Linked DNA regions of Mus musculus: all the other regions are linked to region 1. Evidence: chromatin contacts called from public HiChIP or PLAC-seq and promoter capture Hi-C data. All regions are on one chromosome and are shown on one strand. Each heading gives the region's core, a stretch centred on a gene start, on an enhancer-like site or on the middle of the called end of the contact. The rest is flanking DNA. Distances are from core to core; before and after follow the strand shown.

Region 1 (2,947 bases), core at 308-2,807:
GAGATTCTCTGTAAAATTATTTTAAACAATTATTCATCTCTTCCTTTGAAATCAATTCCCACAGCCTTACTATTAATTAGTTGTCTCTTAAGAAGGATAGATTTCACGACAAAAGCATCATCCCTGGTAGCAAGAAGCAAAGAAGTCATCTTAGGAATAGAAATGCTGTTTCACTTCTCTCTACCCAACTTCTTGCTCCAGAGGGATTCTGAGAGCTCATCATACTCACAGCTCCAGGGAACACCCAACGAGGGGCCTCTGGGAAAGCAGCCTTTCCAGGACCGTTTCATATAAGTAGATAGAGATCGGAATTGCCATTAGGGGGATGACACGGATGCTAATGCCACCAAATGGTCAGGTGATAGATGACGGTGGTAGAGTGTAGGAGATTACCAGAAGAGAATAAGGCAAGAGTTTTGATTTTGATCTTTCCTAGTGAGTAGCCTCAGGTTATGGAAGGAAAACCCAACCACAAAACTCACAATCATTTCCCAATATCCTAGGGAGATCAGAACTCATAACAGTTTCAGAAACCAACTGCCAAATCTTGTTCTTCTTCTTCATTTTAGGAAACAGGAAGTTGGTTAAGTAAAAAAAAAAAATCCCCTAGTTCAGAGTGTACAGCTGGGGTGTGTCAGAGCAAGGGCATGCAGCCAATTCACAGCTACTGCAAAGTTTCTTTTCTGCCTGGGGATTCTGACTCACACTTTTCTTCTTTGAAAATTCATGTCATCTGTCTCTCATGAAGCTCAACTTTTAGAAGGTACGGTATGAATGTTGGGTGAACAATCAGTAGATATCGTGAGCCTGAGAGTGAACACTCATAGAAGATTGTGGGACTGATAGTAAATACTCATAGGAGATCATAGGACTGATAGGGAATAATCAGGGCATATCATGGGCCTGGTAGTGAATAATCATTGTATATGATGGGTCTAGAATTGAATAATCATTGTATATGATGGGCCTGGAAGTGAATAACCATTACATTTCATGGGCATTATATTTTAGGGATTAATCTTAGAGTGTCTGCATCATTGTCAGGCATAGATCACTTAATCTTTCCCTACCAGAATAGTCAATGAAGTATAAGACTTCCTGAAAAAAGTCACTATAACTTTCTGTAGACATCAAGCCTTCCTTTAGAACAGACCAACACTTCTAGTTATTTTATTATTCTAAAATAGATGCACAGAGTCCCCAAGAAACATATAGGTCATAGGAGAGATTACAGTAGAAAGGTTCCATTTCCTTTTATTGAGAGTGGGATAGGGGAGAACTGTGTTGGTGGACACTCAAGAGATCAGGAGTAGAACACTCAGAAGAATAAACCAGGTGTCTTCATTTCTAGTTCTAGCCCAGCCACCTACTGATGTTGAAACCAATCATTTCACATTGATGGGGATGGGAGGGGGCTGCAGCTCCAGTATCACAACATAGGGATTTAATTAGATTATGTCCAACCTCAGCCATGTACTCAGAGTTGCTGCTCTTGACTCTAGGAGTATTTCACAAAGAGATGGAAGATCCTGACGTAGTTAATCTTGGACCTTAACTCCACCTCCTCCTTGGAACCATGGATCATGTCAACTACACCTGGACACGGACCTTCATCCTTGCTGGTTTCACTACCTCTGGTGCCCTCCGACCTCTTGCCTTCCTGGGGACCCTGTGCATCTATCTCCTCACACTGGCAGGGAACTTGTTCATCATTGTCTTGGTTCAGGCAGATTCAGGGCTGTCCACTCCCATGTACTTCTTTATCAGTGTCCTCTCCTTCCTGGAACTCTGGTATGTCAGCACCACAGTGCCCACCTTGCTGCACACCCTGCTCCATGGGCATTCACCCATCCCCTCGTCTGCATGCTTCGTCCAGCTGTATGTCTTTCACTCCTTGGGCATGACCGAGTGCTACCTGTTAGGTGTCATGGCTCTGGACCGCTACCTTGCTATCTGTCGTCCACTGCACTACCATGCACTCATGAGCAGGCAGGTACAGCTATGGCTTGCAGGTGCCACTTGGGTAGCTGGCTTTTCAGCTGCCCTGGTGCCTGCATGTCTCACTGCCAGTTTACCGTATTGCTTGAAAGAAATAGCCCATTACTTTTGTGACCTGGCACCACTAATGCGGTTGGCATGTGTGAGCACAAGGTGGCATGCTCGGGTTCACGGGGCAGTGATTGGTGTGGCCACTGGATGCAATTTTGTCCTCATCTTGGGACTCTATGGGGGTATTCTGACAGCTGTCCTGAAGCTGCCTTCAGCTGCCAGTCGAGCCAAAGCCTTCTCCACATGCTCCTCCCATATGACAGTGGTTGCACTGTTCTATGCTTCTGCTTTTACTGTGTATGTGGGTTCACCTCAGAGCAGACCTGAGGGCACTGACAAACTTATTGCCTTAGTGTATGCCCTCCTAACTCCATTCCTCAACCCTATCATCTATTCCCTTCGCAACAAAGAGGTGAAGGAAGCCGTGAAGAGGGTCAGTGAAAAGATCAGAACTTTGTTGAGAGACACCTAATTATCTCTTTTGACATTACCCACATTCAGGGTAAATGCAACACTCAAATGGCTTGTGAATCATTTTGCAGAATCAAAATAAATGCCAATAAGTGTACCACTGAGTTTAGCACTTACTATGCTGCATATGTTCAGTCTTTTAGACAGATCAATCAGAGGTAGAGCAGAATGAGCAAAAGGCATTTTTTTCTGAATCATTTTCAACATGACAATGAAGAAATCCATGGAAGATTAAAAACTGGCATATAGAAATATTTGAATTGTATTTGTGACTTTGATAATTATCTATCTGTCTGTCTATCTATCTATCTATCTATCTATCTAATCTATCTATCTATCTATCTATCTATCTATCTATCTATCTATCTATCTATCTATCTATCTAACCTATCTATCTATCTGTCTAATCTATCTGTCTATCTGCCTT
Region 2 (3,158 bases), core at 532-3,031, 370 kb before region 1:
AGTGGTTGTACCAGTTTGCAATCCCACCAGCAATGAAGGACTGTTCCTCTTTCTACACATCCTCTCCAATATGTGTGATTCTGTGATTCTGTGATTCTGATCATAGCCATTCTGATTGGTGTAAGGTGGACTCTAAGGGCTGTTTTGATTTGCATTTCTCTGACCACTAAGGACTTTAGACACATTTCTTTAGGTGCTTCTCAGTTATCGAGATTCCTCAGAATTGAAATCTTGGTTTAGTTCTATACCCCATTTTTTGATTGGGTTATTTGGTTTTTTGGTGATTAGCTTTTTGAGTCATGTATTTTTGGATATTAGCCCTCTATTTGATGTGAGGTTAGTGAAGATTATTTCCAAATCTTTAGGTTGCTGATCTGTCTTATCAAAGGTGTCCTTTGCTTTACAACCCTGCCAGTTTCATGAGGTCCTATTTATCAATTCTTGATCTTAGAGCATGAATCATTGGAGTTCTGTTTAGGAAATATCCCCCTGTGCCAAAGAGTTCAAGGCTCTTTCCCATTATCTCTTCTATTAGATTCAGTGTATCTGATTTTATGTTGAGGTCCTTGATCTAATTAGACTTGAGCTTTGTGCAAGGTGATAAATATGGGTCAATTTTCATTCTACATACACACAGCCAGTTAGACTAACACGCGTTTTTGAAATGCTTTCTTTTTTTCCATTGTATAATTTTGGCTTGTCAAGATCAAGTGATGGGAAGCGTGTGGTTTTATTTCTGGGTTGTCATTTTTATTCCATTGATCAACATGTCTGTCTCTGTACCAATAACATGCAGGTTGAATCACTATTGCTCTGTAGGAAAGCTTGACGACAGGGATAGTGATTCCCCCAACTGTTCTACTATCAAAGGCAGAGACATCTGGAAGTTGCCCAAGACTAGCAGTTGGAAAGAAATTTAACTCCCATTGTTTTCATCCAGGTGACTGGTTACCTAGCTATGGCATTATCCTCTTTTTTAGACCAGTTGGTAGGCTTGCATACCATTATCTGCTGCTTGATGCCATTTGTTCCATGTTTCAGGATCACAACAAATGTTAATCCTTGAATTCTCCATCCCAGAAAAATGCAGCAGGACAAGCATTATATCAGCCCATAATCTCAATCAAAACTCGAGGTTTCCCACTGTCTCCCAGGCCCCAGGTTTCCCTGTGCTTACCAGTGAATAATGTAGAAACACTGAGGAAACATTAACTTCACCATTGAAGGAGGACAGCTTAGTTCTATAATCAGGAGGGAGGTGGATAATGCCAAATGCCTTTCTATTTATTTGAGGTTGCAGCTTGGAGTTGTGTGTTTGTAACATTATGCTCTGGCAAGTCTAGGTCTTGGGAGCTACTAATGGATGCATAGATGCTACAGGAATGACTTAAACCAGGAGCTGTTTCATCTCAGATTTTCCTTGAAACCCATTCACATGCAGCTGGCAACTGACACAGCAAAGATCTCCTGATACTGACTCTGTCCTGAGCAGAAAAGAAAGAAGAGGCTGGGTGACTTGGCTTTTTTGGTCTAAGTTTTCACCTTCATTCAAAGGAATGAAGGTTCCTAGGGATCCTTTTGCAAGCCTGTAGGACATGAGGATTATAAATCTAAATCTTGTACCTATGAAGATTTGCAAGAAACATCCTGAGTGTAACTAGCTCTCTTTGACTTTTTTGGTAATTGTTTACAGGAAGGAAACTCTTGAGTTTCCGTCTCTGAGGAAATCGAAAGCTATGAACCTTGTCCACTCCCCACAAAGTAGCACAGGATGAGAAACCAGTTCCCCTCAGTCTGAGCAGCTGTGCAGTGACTCTACCCAGTGTCAGCTTTCCATCTCTCTCTGAAAACACTTCATTGTCTCAGAATTTCAGGAGATTACAAAATCCTCTGGATCACCTTCTGAGAGATTTACTATTTGCTCTTCACACACACACTCACACACAGACACAGACACACACAGACACACACACATACACAGACACAGACACAGACACACACTCACTCACTCACTCACTTGCTCACTCACTCACTGCTTCCTGCCCTGCAAAGGCTGGATACCACTGAAGAATTTTCTGAAGAGGTGAGTCCTCCCCGTGCTTTCTCTATGAATGCACAAGACTACAGGTGAAATCCCTGTTGATCTTTAGGTTGAGAGAGAAGGAAGCCAAGCTGGTGGCTGCTACACTGAGCAGTGAATCTGCAGTATCTGAATTCAGGTCCTTGGCTCATAATGATGCTAGGCATCCTGATTCCTCCACCAGTAAGACTGACTGGAAAACAGGCATATTTCAGATTATAAAATATACTCTTTAGAGGTAAGCCAGGGTAAGTGAATAATAAGAAATAGATAGCTTTAGTTTTCTTGGCTGGAGAGTGCTTGGAACCTGGTGGTTGTAGTGAATGGCTGGGCAAAGGATGTGTTTGTGACAGGAAAAATTGTCATGAGGTAATAATACCCAGTGAAAAATGCATCTAGCTCTCAGGCTGCATTATCTAGTATTGCAACCATACATAGTCTGGGCACCAATGGGCATATGTGGTCAAAGGTGTCCCAGATTCACAGTGATTGCAAACCTGGGGTTTTATTGACTCAAGAAGCACATTACATGGTATTCATTCACTTCTACTTTAAGTGGATATGATGATATTGTAGACATTGTTAGTCTCTATCATCCTGGAAGTTAATTGCTTTGGTTTATTTGTCTTTTAGTTTTCTTTGATTTTGTCTTCTGGTGGTAAGATTTAGAAAAGAGTTGGAGGGTTCATCAGAACTAGATGTATACTTCACACTTTTAGACTCTTCTGCAGTCTCTCTGCGCACTATGGTTGATCTATCACTTATTAGGTGTATTAATTATGCTGCCCAGACTTTCTAAGATTTTACAAAGTTACAACCCTGTTCTTTTTTAAATTAAGATAAATAAAACATGCATAAAAATTTGATTCTTAAGTTATTATTAGACTTTCTATTATTAAAACACTTTTCTATTTTTAGGAGGTAAACTATTTTCATTCTTTTGGTTTTCTGAGAAGAATTTTTATTTTTGGTTCTAATTAAGACAATGCTAATATAGAAAAATTGGCTATTAGTTACTATAAAAAAGATTTATTTTATAATTTCCATGAATGCATGTCTTAATGGTAACCTTTAGATG
Region 3 (3,107 bases), core at 172-2,671, 410 kb before region 1:
GCATCGACTACCAAATGACAACAACAACAGGGATAAGAAGTCAAAGTGTAATATCACCACTTTGCCACATCACAAATTAAACCATAATTTCTTTCTCTGATGCTGTAATTTGGAATGATCCATACAAATACTGTCCACAGTGCTTGTCCCAGATTGGTACCTTTGGCTACCTTGTGGCTATGTTGGGCTTCTGCAGCAGGGATAGGCAAATCCACTGAGACATAAGCAGGAGCTGAGCGGAAACAGTAGGATCAACTTCCCCTGGGCTTTCTTTACTAAATCAGTTCAAAAGATGAAGAAAGGAAAAGGAAAAACTACATTGGCCAAACAAAAGAAAGATAAAGATGGTATTTTCCAACCTCCATTCACCATGAATAAAGGGCTGCAACCAGAATCAATGGTGGAGACACAGCACAAGTCCAGTGGCTTAGCTCTCCCAAGAAAAGCTTCTCTCTGGCTTTCCTTCCCCTTCTCTCCTTTTTGGGAATAATTAGTATTTTATGTAGTCTAAGAAACTAGTGAAAATGGCATCTAGTCAGCAAATCCACAGTTTCTAGTCATCTATATTGTTTCAGAAATACTTCAAGGTAATCCAATTCCCAATGATGGAAACATGAAATGATGGCACATTTTTAAAAGTTCTTAATTAAGGCAATCACCAGTTAAAGAATACTACTTTCCAAAGCTGGGTAAAAGATTTAAATCTAAACTGATCCTGGTCTACAGAGAGAGTTCCTGGCCAGCCAAGACTACACAGTAAAACTGTCTTTGAAAGTAAATAAATTAATAATAATAATAGTAGTAGTAGTAGTAGTAGTAGTAGTAGTAGTAGTAACAGAAAAGAGGAAAGCTAAAGCCAAAATCCTTTCTGCTTACGTGAGATTGGAGTCATATGTTTCTAACAGCATGGTACTCTGGAAAGTCCAGGGAACTAACAAAGGAGTGAAGTGTTTAAACCAAAAGCAATTTCATCTCAGATTTTTTCTTTCCTTTTCTTTTCTTTGCTTTTTTTCTTTCTTTCTTTTTTTTTTTCTTTTTGAAATTCATTCAAGAGCAGCTAGCAATTGCCAATTTCTCCTGCTGCCATTTGCATCCTGAGCAGGAAAGAAAGAGACCTGGTGACTTAGCTTTGCCTTTTGGGAGTTCATCTTTATTCAAAAGAGAGCACATTCCTGGTGACTCACTTGTGAGTTTGTTGGATGCAGTGCTTTTATATTTGGTTCTTGTACCTGTAAGATTTGTAAGAAAAGCAAAACATATCAATGGAGTGTAACTGTCTCTGACTTTCTTATGGTGACTAAAAGGTATACAGGAAGAAAACTGTTGAGTTTCAATCTCTGAGTAAATCGAAAGAGATGCACTCTGCCGGGAGGGGAACTTCCTGTTTCTTAGCTCTTCTGCCAACAAAACAACACCCAGCTGAGACATTCAGCAAGCCTCAGTCCATGGAGTGAGTCTAACCTGAGAATTTCTGTAGATTACATTTTCCAGTTCCCAAGAGATTTATTGGTTTATCTTCTTACACACATACACATACACACACACACACACACACACACACACACACACACACACACACACACCAACTCCTCCCTGTCCCCAACAAACTTTAAGAAGAAGAAGGACAAAAGAGAAGAGGAGGAAGAGGAGTGGAGAAGCCTCTAGTCCTGCCCTGTAGAAGATCTCAGCTTTACATCCCTAGAGAAACATCCAGCAAGGTGAGTTCTACCTGTTTTCTGTAGATATGGTAGATATTGGCTACATCTGTAAAAACAACAAGGACAGTGAAAAGACCTTTGCTGGTTCTTGTGGAGGAGGCAGTGCTGATCTGGTGCCTGCTGCACTCAGCAGTGAGCCCACAGCAGCCGGATTAGGGTCAGTCACTCAAAAAGATAGCAGACATCTTTAGTCCTCCACCACAGAGGAATGAGCTAAGAATAAAACATTTTGCATATTTTAGATAGTTTAATGAACTTTTTAAGCATAAATCTGAATAAGTGGATAATGTGAAGGCTATAATTAGCTCGGATAGGGAGTTCATGGTTATCTGGGATATGTGGGTGAGTGGGAAAAAGCCAAGATAGTGGCATGAAAAATTATTGTGAATGAAAAGTGCCTCTGGACATGAAATGAATTTTCTAATATCCTATCACTATGTGTAGTAGGAAGTTTCTCAGGTTCATAATATATAAACACAAAATGGTTTAACCATTTCCCAAGCCCATTCTGTGTTGTTCTTTCTTCACACCTCTCTAAAGATGGTATTTCCATTGTTAATTTCTACCATCAGGAAAGTTATTTTATTTTCCTTTTGGTTCTCTAATGGTGAAGTGTAATAGAGTGATGGAAGGTCAATTAGAACACATGTATCTTGCACATTTATAGAACAGTTTAAAGAATATATGTACCACAGCAGAGGACTTGGATAGAAGCTCTTAATTGATTTCAAAGTTCTGTGAACATTAGACCAGGCTCACTAAGTTTATTAATTATTGTAGCTAAACTTTCTAAATCACTGCAAAAGATTTTACTTATTTTTAACAATCAAGGGATGTACTTCTTTTTTATTTATTTTTATTTTTATTTTATTTTATTATATTTCAAATGTTATCCACCTTCCCAGTTTCCCCTCTTCAAACCTACTATCTCATCCCCTCTTCCTCTGCCTCTATGAGGGTACTCCCTCACACACCCAACCACTCCTGCCTGCCTGCCCTGCCATTCCCCAACACTGGGGCATTGGGCCTTCACAGGACCAAGAACCACCCCTCCCACTGATACCAAATAAGGCCATCCTCTGCTACATTTGCAGCTGGAGCCATGGTTCCCTTCATGTATACTCTTTGGTTGGTGGTTTAGTCCCTGAGAGCTCTGGGGGTTCTGTTTGGTTGATATTGTTGTTCTTCCCATGGGATGGCAAACCCCTTTAGCTCCTTCAGTCCTTCCCTAACTCCTCCATTGGGGTCCCATTGTTCAGTCTGGTGGTTGGCTGTGAGCATCTGCAATCTGTATTAGTCAGGCAGAGCCTCCATAGAGATGTACTTCTAAATGTACCATGATATTCTGATCTTTCTATTATTATTATAAGCAAGCCAGCTCATTCAGTC
Region 4 (3,318 bases), core at 613-3,112, 440 kb before region 1:
CAAAGTATACTCATCCCCAATGGTGCAAAGAGGTACCCTTAATTTACCCTATATAAAACAAAACCTGAGAATAAGTGTCTGAATGTAGACCAATTCACACTCAGAGAAGAAAGCCTCAACAGTACTCTCTGGCATCAATGCCTTGGCAGTTTCAGATGAGCTAATACACCAGGAAGAACTCTTGGAAGTGTGGTAAGAAAATAGTATGTGCAGTTGAGAGCTCCTCAGAGTAAAACCTAAGCAAGGTGAAAACTGGGTGAGTCTCTGCCTCAGGAGTGAAACTCTCCTCAGAGAGAGGAGAGACAGGAAGGGCATCAACAGGACCACTGAAGGAGGAAACAACATAAGCTCAGTAATGTTGTTGTCTTCACTTGTTAGCCACTTGAGTCATAAGAAAAGGCAAGAAAAGAAATGCAGATGTCCCATAAAAGAAGTAGTCATAATAAAATCCAGAAAAATGTGTCCTCAACCTACCCTAGAGGACTTAACATAATTGGTTAATTAACATCTTTTGTCAAGTTTTTTTTAACACATACATCTAAAGGTTACCATTAAGACATGAATTCATGGAAATTATAAAATAAATCCTTTTTATAGTAACTAATAAGGGCAAATTTTTCTATATTAGCATTGTCTTAATTAGAACCACAAATAAAAATTCTTCTCAGAAAATCAAAATAATGAAAATAGTTTACCTCCTAGAAATAGATAAGTGTTTTAATAATAGAAAGTCTAATAATAACTTAAAAACCAAATTTTTATGCATGATTTATTTATCTTAATTTCTAAATGAACAGGGTTGTAACTTTTGTAAAATCTTAGAAAGTCTGGGCAGCATAATTAATACACCTAGTAAGTGATAGATCAACCATAGTGCACAGAGGGACTGCAGAAGAGTCTAAAAGTGTGAAGTATATATCTAGTTCTGATGAACCCTCCAACTCTTTTCTAAATCTTACCACCAGAATACAAAATCAAAGAAAACTAAAAAGACAAATAAACCAAAGCAATTAACTTTCAGGATGATACAGATTAACAATGTCTACAATTCCACCATATCCACTTGAAGTAGAAGTGAATGAAGACCATTTAATGTGCTTCTTGAGTCAATAAAACCCCAGGTTTGCAATCACTGTGAATCTGGGACACCTTTGACCACATATGCCCATTGGTGCCCAGACTATGTATGGTTGCAATACTAGATAATGCAGCCTGAGAGCTAGATGCATTTTTCACTGGGTATTATTACCTCATGACAATTTTTCCTGTCACAAACACGTCTTTTGCCCAGCCATTCACTACAACCACCAGGTTCTAAGCACTCTCCAGCCAAGAAAACAAAAGCCCTCTTCTTATTCACTTATCCTGACTTACCTAAAAAAACGTGTATTTTATAATCTGAAATATGCCCCTTTTCGGATCAGTCTTACTGGTGGAAGAATAAGGATGCCTAGCATATTTATGAGCCAAGGACCTGAATCCAGATACTGCAGATTCACTGCTCAGTGTAGCAGCCACCAGCTTGGCTTCCTTCTCTCTCCACCAAAAGATCAACAGGGATTTCACCTGTAGTCGTGTGCATTCACAGAGAAAGCAGGGGGAGGACTCACCTCTTCAGAAAATTCTTCAGTGGTATCCAGTTTTGCAGGGCAGGAAGCAGTGAGTGAATGAGCAAGTGAGCAAGTGAGTGTGTGTGTGTGTGTGTGTATGTGTGTGTGTGTGTGAAGATAAAAAAGTAAACAGTAAATCTCTCAGAAGGTGATACAGAGGATTTTGTAATCTCCTGAAATTCTGAGAAAATAAAGTGTTTTCAGAGAGAGAGATGGAAAGCTGACACTGGGTAGAGTCACTGCTCAGCTGCTCAGACTGAGGGGAACTGGTTTCTCATCCTGTGCTACTTTGTGGGGAGTGGACAAGGTTCATAGCTTTCGATTTCCTCAGAGACGGAAACTCAAGAGTTTCCTTCTTGTAAACAATAACCAAAAAAGTCAAAGAGAGCTAGTTACACTCAGGATGTTTCTTGCAAATCTTCATAGGTACAAGATTTAGATTTATAATCCTCATGTCCTACAGGCTTGCAAAAGGATCCCTAGGAACCTTCATTCCTTTGAATGAAGGTGAAAACTTAGACCAAAAAAGCCAAGTCACCAAGCCTCTTCTTTCTTTTCTGCTCAGGACAGAGTCAGTATCAGGAGATCTTTGCTGTGTTAGTTGCCTGCTGCATGTAAATGAGTTTCAAGGAAAATCTAAGTGAAACAGCTCCTGGTTTAAGTCATCCCTGTAGCATCTATGCATCCATTAGTAGCTCCCAAGACCTAGACTTGCCAGAGCATAACATTACAAACACACAACTCCAAGCTGCAACCTCAAATAGATAGAAAGGCATTTGGCTTTATCTACCTCCCTCTTGATTATAGAACTAAGCTGTCCTCCTTCAATGGTGAAGTAAATGTTTCCTCAGTGTCTCTACATTATTCACTGGTAAGCACAGGGAAACCTGGGTCCTGGGAGTCAGTGGGAAACCTCGAGCTTTGATTGAGATTATGGGCTGAAATAATGCTTGTCCTGCTACATTTTTTCTGAAATGGAGAGTTCAAGGATTAAGGATTGCTGTAATCCTGAAACATGGAACAAATGGCATCAAGCAGCAGATAATGATATTGGAGCCTGCCAGCTGGTCTGCAAAAGAGGATGATGCCATAGCTAGGTAACCAGTCACCTGGATGAAAATGATGGGAGTTAAATTGCTTTCCAACTGCTAGTCTTGGGCAACTTCTGGATGTATATGCCTTTGATAGTAGAACAGTTGGGGGAATCACCATCCCTGACCTCAAGATTTCTTACAGAGCAATAGTGATTCAACCTGCATGGTATTAGTACTGAGACAGACATGTTGATCAATGGAATAGAAATGAAGACCCAGAAATAAAACCACACACTTCCCATCACTTGATCTTGATAAGCCAAAACTATATAATGAAAAAAAAAAGAAAGCATTTCAAAAACGGGTTTTAGTCTAACTGGCTGTCTCTATGTAGAAGAATGAAAATTGACCCATATTTATCACCTTGCACAAAGCTCAAGTCTAATTAGATCAAGGACCTCAACATAAAATCAGATACACTGAATCTAATAGAAGAGATAATGGGAAAGAGCCTTGGACTCATTGGCACAGGGGGAAATTTCCTAAACAGAACGCCAATGGTTCATGCTCTAAGATCAAGAATCAATAAATGGGACCTCATGAAACTGGCAAGGTTGTAAAGCAAAGAACATAGTTGATAAGACAGATCAGCAACCTAAAGATTTGGAAATAAT

The links. Promoter capture Hi-C pulls out the DNA fragments that hold promoters and counts their contacts. HiChIP or PLAC-seq counts read pairs in DNA pulled down with a chosen protein or histone mark.
Region 2: a promoter capture Hi-C map of neutrophils shows a contact between it and region 1, with 4 times the contacts expected there. The contact joins the promoter of Ifi208 here to the promoter of Olfr433 in region 1. A contact is called at or near these places in 4 of 39 promoter capture datasets (the C10 cell line, neutrophils and pre-B cells), 1 of 115 datasets of contacts at active chromatin or transcription factors (CD8 T cells) and 3 of 9 other capture datasets (adipose tissue, embryonic stem cells and liver).
Region 3: a contact with region 1 is called in an H3K27ac HiChIP or PLAC-seq map of heart atrium, with 7 times the contacts expected there. The contact joins the promoter of Ifi209 here to the promoter of Olfr433 in region 1. A contact is called at or near these places in 5 of 39 promoter capture datasets (the 3T3-L1 cell line, the C10 cell line, hippocampal neurons and 1 more), 1 of 115 datasets of contacts at active chromatin or transcription factors (heart atrium) and 4 of 9 other capture datasets (adipose tissue, liver, macrophages and 1 more).
Region 4: a promoter capture Hi-C map of pre-B cells shows a contact between it and region 1, with 4 times the contacts expected there. The contact joins the promoter of Ifi213 here to the promoter of Olfr433 in region 1. A contact is called at or near these places in 3 of 39 promoter capture datasets (hippocampal neurons, neutrophils and pre-B cells) and 2 of 9 other capture datasets (adipose tissue and liver).

What each region holds. Positions count from the first base shown.
Region 1 is chr1:174,040,376-174,043,322 of GRCm38.p6, forward strand. It overlaps Olfr433 (olfactory receptor 433), which reads left to right and starts at 1,558. Exons shown (of 1, transcript NM_146717.2): 1 at 1,558-2,561. The coding sequence starts at 1,577. The coding sequence ends at 2,521.
Region 2 is chr1:173,671,884-173,675,041 of GRCm38.p6, forward strand. It overlaps Ifi208 (interferon activated gene 208), which reads left to right and starts at 1,782. Exons shown (of 7, transcript NM_001162938.2): 1 at 1,782-2,083.
Region 3 is chr1:173,629,438-173,632,544 of GRCm38.p6, forward strand. It overlaps Ifi209 (interferon activated gene 209), which reads left to right and starts at 1,422. Exons shown (of 7, transcript NM_175026.3): 1 at 1,422-1,718.
Region 4 is chr1:173,597,410-173,600,727 of GRCm38.p6, forward strand. Ifi213 (interferon activated gene 213) reads right to left here and starts at 1,863. Exons shown (of 6, transcript NM_001368798.1): 1 at 1,611-1,863.